Linked DNA regions of Sus scrofa: region 1 is linked to region 2. A link is a contact called in public promoter capture Hi-C data. All regions are on one chromosome and are shown on one strand. Each heading gives the region's core, a stretch centred on a gene start, on an enhancer-like site or on the middle of the called end of the contact. The rest is flanking DNA. Distances are from core to core; before and after follow the strand shown. Region 1 holds the start of RAB8B (ras-related protein Rab-8B). Region 2 holds the start of SNX1 (sorting nexin-1).

Region 1 (5,149 bases), core at 1,419-3,918, 890 kb before region 2:
TAGAGAACACACAGGCCCTCACGAATATGTTTGTAGATTCTTGGGGGTCAAAGACCCCAGAGATGAATAAACTACTGTAAGAAGTGAATAATGGCCCTTGGAATTGTGCAACATGGCAGTCCTCCTTGCTACCATGACGAAAGCCAGATTGGGAACAAAGTAAACATATAGAGGAGGGCAGTAACAAAATAATACAGGAAAATGAACTAGAGCGCTGGTCAAACCAGCCTGAAGCTCACATAGACCTCACATCAGAGAGACGTCCTTTCAGCATCATCACCATCATTAAAAAATTCACAAGGAAGGATTCAGTTTGACCTTGCCTGGCCATATGCCCACCTCTGTGGCCAAAGGAATAATTTACCATAATTCACAGCCACCAGTGGGGGAGGAGAAGCTTCCCCAAAGCAGGAAGAAAGAGTGCTGACCAGACAAAAACCGCAGCAGGGGAAACTCCTTGGACAGCTAGATTTCTGTAAGTCAAGCTGCCATGTACATGCTGACCTTATCAAAGGCTTCAATAAACATTTACAGCATCAAGTAGAAAGTGCTGGTCTGCCTAGTGTTCTGCATGATGCAGCATTGCAAGGGTGAGTTTGAGCAACTGGCAAGAAATATTGATGTGGTTTTCTCAAAACACAGTAACATGCCACTTGGAGAAAGGAAAGAAAGTGGCAACCAGCTGAAGGTACTTGTGGTACCCTCAGCTATACGAATATGCATATTGTCCAGTCTCTGGAGCAAAGTGCCTTGATTCAGTAGTAGTTACTACCACCAAAATCTGATCTTTAAGTAACATGCTGTTATACTAAATACGAAGATTCATAATTCAGAAAAGCAAAATATTATATTCTTCTCGAAGTAGTGTCAATATATCAAAATGCTTGAATGGTTCAACAGTGGTGCATAGACTTATTAGCTAGAAAGTCCCAATGATATATATATTTGCTAATAGAAAAAACTGGGGAAGTGAAAACAAGACTAAAAAAAACTTTTTAAAATTTCCATCAATTAACAAAATTCCCCTAAGGAAACTTAGGGACTTTAAAATTCCTAACCCTAGCTTCTCTTATGAATTTCAGTTCTTTGCCACATCAGTGTGTTCTTTTAAAAAATTTTTTTGGCCATGCCCACGGCATATGAAAGTTCCCAGGCCAGGGATTAAATCCACGCCATTGCAGCTACCCAAGCTGCTGCAGTGACAACACCACATCCTTAACCCGCTTTAGCACAAAAGAATTCCCAAGTCAGTGGGTTCTTATTCATACAGAGAGAGAATGCCAATGATTGTGTGTAGCTAGAGCAACTACAAGTTATTTTAATCACTACATATTTTATAAAAGAAAGAAGATTCCCGTGGTCTTTGAAGGGTTTTTTTTTTCCTCCCCTCTTTTCCAGAACGAAGAGGAAGGTATAGTACTGAGCTGTCCACATTTCTTCGGCCTTGGCTGAGGCCAGATTCACAGACGTGTTCAAGAACTGGCAGGGGCAGGGAGGCTCAGCCTGTGCCAAAAGGCAGAATCCCTCCTCATTAGGGGTTGGGTTTCTGCCACTAGTGAGTGAGAGAGGCCTGGACCCATACATTCACAAAACAAAGAATAATAGTCTAAGACAGTAAATAAAGGATTAAGTTGGGTATAACAGAAGGCTGCTGTCCTCCATTTGTCATCCATTAAGAGAGAACCACAGAAGGCTGAAGAAGGTAACCATCATCACCGACATTTCTACAATGCCTTGAGGATTTCAAAGTGCTTTCACATTCAGTACCTCACTTATTTTTTTCCTACAACCCTATGAAACAGCTTGTTTTTTCAGATGAGAAAACTGAGGTGCAGAGAGCCTGTGTGTTGGTAAGCTGCTGAAACAAGACAAAATCCAAATCTTATCCTCTAGATTCTCATGTTCGTAGTTCCTCTATTGCACGATGCTTGCAATTTTATAGGGCAAGACCTGTAACAGAAGCCTTAAAAATTTCATTTCCCCGATTTTTTTTTTTTTTTTTTTTTGGTCCATCCTGCTGCGGGTGGTGGGGGAGTGGGGTAAGCGGTATGCACAGCAGATCCTCTAAATTACCCACTGTACTTGGTTCTGCTCTGGAGGCGTAAGGAGAACAGGAGTGGGGTTCAAGTTAGAACGGCAACCATTCTTTTCAAGCTCTATAACTGAGGGTCTGCAGGAGAGGGCTTAGACGTGGTGCTGGGCAGGAACTGCAGGAAAAGCCAGATAAGGCGCTCTGCAGATAATCCACAGGCTGCGCCACGGCAGCGTGAAGGAGAGAAAGCATCTCAGTTCTGGGTCCCAGTAGAAGAGATGAGGGAACCGAAGGACTCCGATTCCGAGGTCCTGGAATTGAAAGGCGCTGGCACACAAAGAATAGACGAAGTTAAGTTCCGGTGGCGCGACCTGCGGAGTTGGAAACCTGGCCTCACATCTTAGCTCAAGTGGAAACGCCTAATCCCCAATCATCCCGCCCAGAACGGATCTTCTTTTTATCCTCTGGGGGCCCGGGGACAGCCTGCCGGGGGAACGCCCGTAGCTCCTCAAAGAACTACAGATCCCATACAGCATGGGGGCACCGGCGGTGATGACGAAAACCCCGAGGATTGGTCACGAGGGGCGGGGCGCGCAGGCCGTCTCCGAGGAAGGGGGCGGGGAGAGGGGCGGGGCGATCGGTGGCTCAGCGGGCACGCCCCCTGGCCCGCGGCACCCTCCCCGCCTCTCTCTGCCGCTCCTTTCGCTCCCCGGTCAGAGGGCCGGAGAGAGAAGATGGCGAAGACGTATGATTATCTGTTCAAGCTGCTGCTGATCGGCGACTCGGGCGTGGGCAAGACCTGCCTCCTATTCCGCTTTTCCGAGGACGCCTTCAACACCACCTTCATCTCCACCATCGGTGAGGGAGGGGACGCGGCCGGGGACGGGGAGTGAGAAATGGGGGGCGGGTGCGAGGGGCCGAGAGCGTGCGGGGGGGTGGCTCGGGAGCCCCAGGGAGGGGACCCTGGGAACGGCAGGGCGGCGAGGTCCGTGGGAAAGGGGCAGGCGGGGACATGAGCTGGTGTGTGGGGGGAGAGGTTGAAGGGAGGAACTTGGGGGTAAAGGAAGGGGAAGGGGAACCAGAGGAACAGGACTAGGGGTATTTGGGGAAATGAGAGAGTTGGGAGTGTGACAGGGAGGCGTCTTAGAGGGACAAAGTGTGTGGGGGGGGCACACAGGAAACCTCCTGGAGAGAGATAAAGGGTAGTGGGTGTGAAACGGATTGAAAGACAGGAAGGAGGAAGGAAATGTGAAGGGGGAAATGAAGGGTTAGGGGAATGGGAATGGGAGGTCCATGAAGTAAAGGGACAGAGGACACAAGGGACAAGAGAGGTGAGAACCTGGGAATCCGAGCAGGATTCAGGGGAATGAGTGATCAGGAGGTGAGCGATGAGGGGCACTGGTTACAAGAAATCTGGTCAGAGATATCATGGGAAGGGGCAGAAGAAAACTGCAGGTAGGAGAAGAGTTTAGGACACCAGAGGACAGAATAGAATGAGGATACTTGTTGGAGAAAGTAAAGGAGAGCTGAGTGTGAAACAGAAAGGAAAAAGGGAAGCAGAATATACAGTAGAGAGGCTGAGTGGAGCAGAGATGGGAAAGGGTGAGGAAATGGAGAGTAGGACTTTCTCCAGTAACTGGGAGCACTGGTTACCATTTTCTCTCTTTGGATAAAGTGCAGGAGAAAGAGCAGAAAATGACGAGTAATGGGATACTGTCTATGGAGTTTTAAATTATTCTGTGAGTGTTAAATCAGCATTAAGAGAATTGGTGACTTTGGGAATGGTGTGGTCAGGAACATTTGGTTCATTCCTTCACTATCTCCTGAGAAGCTGTACTTGACAATTTTCAAAATTCTTAGCCTTGAAGGTTTAGTAACTTCTCAGCTGAGGAATTGATCTTAGGTTCTATCTGCATCCCTGTACATTTTCCTTTGGTTTTAGTTATTACTTGCTAAATGGATCACAACATGCCATATACCCCCCAGTTACTTTCAGTTGATTCTGATTTTTCCAGTCTTGGCCAGGAGCTGTCCTTCCTACTTTTTCGAAGATGTATTCAGGTAACAGGATCTCTTAACTTAGTGTAAACTGAAGAAGAGCAAATCAGAGCTGGTTTTCTGCCTATTCAAGTGACCTGCTCCTTAAGAATGGTAGCTCTTGGTTGTCTGGTTGATGTTTGTGGCTTCTTTTTTTATTTTTTTTATTTTTATTTTTTTTGCTATTTCTTGGGCCGCTCCCTCGGCATATGGAGATTCCCAGGCTAGGGGTTGAATCGGAGCTGTAGCCACCGGCCTACGCCAGAGCCACAGCCAGAGCCACAGCAACGCGGGATCCGAGCCGCGTCTGCAACCTACACCACAGCTCACGGCAACGCCGGATCCTTAACCCACTGAGCAAGGGCAGGGACTGAACCCACAACCTCATGGTTCCTAATCAGATTCGTTAACCACTGCAGGAACTCCTGTTTGTGGCTTCTAATGGTAGCTCAGTTAAGCATCTTTCAAATGATTCTTACAGCATATTTTGCCATGAATTGCTGAAATTATTAGGGGGCTACTGCTATGGTAATGAGTGTATTTGCATATCTGTATGTTTTAAGGATAATTTATCATTTGTAAATAAGAATATTGGAGTTCCCGTCACGGCTCAGGAGAAACGAACCCAACTAATATCCATGAGGATGTGGGTTCGATCCCTGGCTGCTCAGTGGGTTAAGGATCCCTCGACTCAGATCCCATATTGCTGTGGCTGTGGTGTAGGCTGACAGCTGTAGTTCCAATTCTACCTCTGGTTTGGGAACTTATATATATAGCACCTGTGGCCCTAAAAAAAATAAAAGAATATTGGGCTTTGGAGCACTCTTCAGCCAAGCAATAGGAGAGGCTGTGATTTGTTTGTTGTGGTATCTTTCATATGGATTTAGTGGTCTGAAACCTCCCTGGTGTTCTAATGTCTGGGCTTAGGGGAGTTTGGGTTGCAACTTCTTGTCAGTCATTCCTGAGTGGGACCTTTTCTTTTCTGAGGAGGCAGGGTTTTTTTTGTTTGTTTTTTGTTTTTTTTTGTCTTTTTGCTATTTCTTGGGCTGCTCCCACGGCATCTGGAGGTTCCCAGGCTAG
Region 2 (5,144 bases), core at 2,399-4,898:
CCCACTATGCACGGCCAGGGATTGAACCCACAACCTCCCGGTTCCTAATGGGATTCATTTCCCCTCTGCCATGACAGGAACTCCATATACTCTTTATATGTCCAGATCCTACCAATCCTTCAAGGCCCAATTCAAGTGACTCCTTTTTTTTTTTTTTTTTTTTTGTCTTTTTTTTTTTTTTTTTAGGGCTGCACCCTCGGCATATGGAGGTTCCCAGGCTAGGGGTCAAATCGGAGCTGTAGCCACTGGTCTACGCCACAGCCACAGCAAGGCCAGATCCGAACCTCGTCTGTGACCTACACCACAGCTCGACAATCCTGGATCTTTAACCCACTGAGCAACGCCAGGGCTGGAACCTGCATCCTCATGAATAGTAGTCAGGTTCTTTTCCACTGTGCCACAACTGAAACTACCAAGTGTCTCCTTAAAGTCTCTCCTTCCTCTGAATTTCTGTATCTCTCGTACAGTCTTTGGCCTTCTTTTGCATATGATTTTTAAGTTACATTTTTGCATTTATAAAGGCTCCCCTCAACAAAAGTGTGAGGACAAAAACTCTCTTTCAAAGTTGTATCACCAGTGCCCTGTTGTCCCTAGATGCTGGAGATAGAGATCTGACAGGACAGGAATGTGTCCATCTGCCTTGTGGAGATCATTCCATTCATAATTATCTCCTCATTGGGGTTAAGTCCTGCCTCTAGCAATAGGTAAACTAGATTAGCTCCAAATGTCTTTAACATCCCTGGCTTCTTTCTACTGGTCTATAATCCTTACCTGCATATTTGCATTCTTGCAGTTTTACCCTGGTTACCAGGAATTGCCGAAAGTTAGACCAGTCTTTTTAGTTTTCAAACACAATACTAGAAAATCCCCAAAAAAGGTAAGTCATAAAGCAAAAGTGCACTAAGTTTGGAATCAGAAGATTCCAAACTTAGTGATTGGTTTTTGGTGTTTCCTTAACCAAAACTTTGGTTTTGGTGTTTCCATGGAGTCAATGTGGCCTCCAAGTAGTTGCTTAACCACTCTAAACCTTTGTTTCCTCATCTGTACAGTGAAGACGGTTCCAGGGTTTGAAAAGAGTCTACCTGCATCTACATCTAAAACTCTGTGTGTGGTTTGCTTTTTTGTTCTTCTTTTGTTTTTGCATTCCAGGCTTAGCTGTGTGGAAAAAAAACAAAAACAACAACAACAAAACTTAAAGTTCAAGGCTAGGCTCTCAGGAACCTCTGGCTATTGCCTATGCAGAAAAGAGTAGCTGTGACCTTGAGCTAGTCCTCAACTCCACCCAGCAATGCCCTCGGCGGTGGCAGGATTGTGTGTCCAGGGGCTGGAGATAGGAAGCTCAAGTCATGCAATCAGGCCAGCTTTGCTTCCTAACCAAGCATCCTAGACTCCTGCTCTGCCCAGATGTCTTGAGATGGCCACTAGAACGTGAGGCAGACAAGAAAATTGAAGCATTTGAGACTCAGGGTTCGACTTGCCCTAGGTTTAGGAAGAACCTTATAAAGACCACATGCCCGAAAAACTTGGGACCCGGGAGAAAAAGCTTTCCATGCTCCCAGAAATCCGGCAAAAACCACTCCCACTCTCAGGTGAGGCCCAAGTTACCCCCGCCTCCATATATACCGCCAAACACTGCCCTCGGTAAAATTATTTACCATAAACCTCTAGCGCTTTCTCTTCCATGATCCGGGGCTGCCGGGCAGCTCCGCGCTCAAAGAGGCCGGAGAGCCACAGGACTCTGTTCAGCGTCCTGGAAAGCAGCCCGGACACCCGCTCCATTCTCACGCTCCGCCATCCCTGGCGACTGTCCCACCCGAGCCACCGTCTTTCAACAGCGAGCTTCACAATTTATCAACTTCCTGATCTTCAAAGGGGCCAAGACAAGCCTAAAAGGTCCTGGGCAGCAGAGACTAGGCGGGACTGGACGGAGTAGCGCGAAGGATCTAGGGAAAAAGGCTGCACGGACTACAAACCCCAGCATACTTTGCTCGGCTTTGGCGGACAGGAGGGGCGGGCGGGGGGGGGGGAAATCCCTAGAGGCACGTGAAGCGCGTTGTGTGCTGGGACGTATGGGCGTTTTCTTCGGAAGACGGAGAGCTGCATTATGGGAACTGTAGTTTCCCACGGTGGGGGGGTCGGGAGGGAGGTAACGTTTTGTTACCCATTACAAAATGCCTCACTCAGCGCTTGGATAAGCTAAGGATGAATACTGAAGAGGTAGGGAAAAGGAAATCTTGATTTCTAGTGCTGGAGGACGTCTACACGGAGACTCCCTACCGTTATTTCTCCGAGAGAGTGTCGCTTCCAGCCAAAGTTTTCTTAACGACTAGTCAGGCCGGAAGTGAGTTTCCGTTGCAGTGAAAGGACGTGTACTTGGATGGTTAGGCGTGGAGGGGGTTCCTTTTTGGTTTTGTCTCATAGGAACTCAGGCCAGCACAACTCCCAATACCCCCTGAATATTTCTGCCAGTTTCCCTCGAAGACAACTTAGAACGAGAGAGCTTTCCCCTGTGTCCGGTGTGTCTCACAGTGACATTAGAGATCGCAATCCTAAAAAGAACGTTCTAAGCCCTTTGGTATTGGTGGCTGTGATGATGCCAGTAACAAGGTTGATGGTATTAATTTTATCCATCCATCCTTCCAATCAAGTCTCAAACGTTTATTAGATACTTAATTTGCCAGACTTAGTCTATAGACGCGGAGGATACAAGATGGGACAGGACTCCCGCCCTTAAGCAGCTCACAGACCTGTGAGGGAGCCAACACCTGATGCTGAGAGATTTGCAGTTACAAACAAACTAAACCTTTTGTCAAAGTTGATGCCAAGTTTAGTATCATCTCTATTGAGAGGAAGGTCAGGATTTCTTGCTGAGTTATCCCATGATAACATATCCTATTTATCTTTAAAGATAAAATCTTATATAGCTGATTTAGACTTTAAGCCCACCAGATAATAGTGAATAGTTTAGGCCGCAGGAAAATTTGGTTCAGAGTTTAATAATTCCCCTGTCATCTGTTCCACTCCACTTACTCCACAGCAGTTGTGAGGATAATCCTAACTTCCTTGCGACCAAACTTAGCCCACTGAAGTCTCACCTCTTTGAGGCGTCCTGACTTCTCCAGGCAGAATTGATGATCTCTTACTATGCTCCCACAGCACATTATAGCACTGATCGTATTGAATTGTTAATTTACATGCCCGTCTCCCTCAAGCGCCTGGTGGGCAGAAGGAGCTTTATTTTTATATGTGAAACGCATAGCAGGGTGCGAGGCACAGAGTAGATGCTCAATATTTATTTCTTGAATGAACTAACTAAATGTCAAGAGAATAAATGGCGAAAATTGACTGCATATGTTGAGACCTCAACCAAAAATACTTATTAAATGTCTTTGAAGCCGCTGCGCTTGGCATGAGTTGGTGGCTGGTAGAGGTTTTCAGACTTTTTTCATCTCCTTAAGAAGTCTATTAGATAAAGCACAAAGAGCCACAGGAACCTGAGCGGCCCCTAGCTCCTCCTCTCTTGCTCCTCTGCTCCCTAGGTTAAGAGTGCGGGGTCGCGATCCAGGGCTTGGATTGGCTGGACAGGAGCTGCGAGCCGGCCCCCACCCCGCCCCGAGCGAGTACGCCCCGCCCCTTTTCCCCGCCCTGTGTGTCCCGCAGGGCTGGTGGCTGCCATCCCGCCTCCGCTCTGCTGGAACGCTTTGCTCGCGGCACTATCTCTCCATAAAGTTGTTGTTGCGGCTTCCGCCGCGGGTGGAGGAAGATGGCGTCGGGTGGTGGTGGCTGTAGCGCTTCGGAAAGACTCCCTCCCCCCTTCCCCAGCCTGGAACCGGAGTTCGAGGGGGCGACAGGGGGGTCGGAACCCGAGGCGGGGGACAGTGACACCGAGGGGGAGGATATTTTCACCGGCGCCGCGGCGGCCGTAAGTTCGCCCCCTTCGGGGCAGGCGGGCGGGCGCCCCAAAAGGAAAGGCTAAGCGAGTGCCGGGAAGGCTGGGCAGAGTGGGCCCGGCGAGACCTTGTGTTGGTGACAGTAGTCATGGCTTGGGTCCGGATGAGCGCAGAGACGTGAGCCCTGGCTTCCTGGACGCTGGGTGGACGGTGAGGAATGAGGGGTGTGGTGGCTTCTCTGCCGAGGTCCCTGACAGCGAAGAGCTGCCAAGGCAGGCATTTGGCCTTGCTTTGTGGTGACCCCACGAACCCCCGGGGCTGTTTTGCTGGTGGTTTCCTTCCGTGCTGATTTAATAGGTCAAGATAAAGAAAAGGGGTGCAGACTTTCCTTTTCCTTGCCTTACTGTTCCAGGGATGAATAATGTTATCTAGAATGGCCCAGGATAGTGGCCCGCCCACAGATCCTTTCCTTAGCTCAGTACTTCACCGGTAATTACTAAAGGCCCTTTCTGGATCTTAGTTTATGAGAGTTAGGCCGACTCCTTTGATGTCTAGGAAAATCTTGCCAGAGGTCGGTTGAAAAAAAAGGCCCTGCCGGTTTAATCACTACATAGACAGAAAGCTTTGTCCCTTTTAAAGGAATATGTTAAAATGCCTAAAGCCTTAGTGGGAGCGAATCTGTAAATTCAAGATGAAAATGGGGTTTCTCATAGTAATATCCGGGTTTCTAGAAAAAGTTAAGATATTGGGAAAAACTAATCTTTCTATGTGGAATATGGATATAAGTAGTCAGTTCTGGAACCAGTAGAGATGTTTTGGGCTGTTTTATAAGAACATTGATTCATAAGAACACTTGATCCAGTTAGTTGCAGGTTGAAAATTTCTTCAGTGTTAGGTCTGGATTTATGTATCTTTCCATCTTGGGTAATGCTTATCTTCATAGTAGCTACTTAATATAGGAGTGACTAAAAGAGCTTTATGTTCTTTATGCAAGTATGTGTCTGAAAAAGTTTGTCTCATTTATGTCAGAAAAGGTTAAGTTTCCGAGTTCCCTGGTGGCACAGTGGGTTTAGGATCAGGCATTGTCAATGCAGCAACTCGGGTCCCTACTGTGGCTCATGTTCTATCCCTGGACTTCCGCATGCTGTGTTGTGGCCAAATAAAAAGAAGAAGAAAAAGATTAAGTTTCTTGGCAGTATCTTTTGTGACAATCATTAGAATTTTCCCTGTACTGCATTTAGGAATTAAGTCCCT

The links. Promoter capture Hi-C pulls out the DNA fragments that hold promoters and counts their contacts.
Region 1: a contact with region 2 is called in a promoter capture Hi-C map of liver, with 3 times the contacts expected there. The contact joins the promoter of RAB8B here to the promoter of SNX1 in region 2. A contact is called at or near these places in 1 of 5 promoter capture datasets (liver) and 1 of 47 Hi-C or Micro-C datasets (liver).

Annotation. Positions count from the first base shown.
Region 1 is chr1:108,837,741-108,842,889 of Sscrofa11.1, reverse strand. It overlaps RAB8B (ras-related protein Rab-8B), which reads left to right and starts at 2,668. Exons shown (of 8, transcript XM_001929029.7): 1 at 2,668-2,890. The coding sequence starts at 2,767.
Region 2 is chr1:107,948,424-107,953,567 of Sscrofa11.1, reverse strand. It overlaps SNX1 (sorting nexin-1), which reads left to right and starts at 3,648. Exons shown (of 15, transcript XM_021093910.1): 1 at 3,648-3,922. The coding sequence starts at 3,764. It overlaps FAM96A (MIP18 family protein FAM96A), which reads right to left and starts at 1,950. Exons shown (of 4, transcript XM_021093923.1): 1 at 1,656-1,950. The coding sequence starts at 1,779.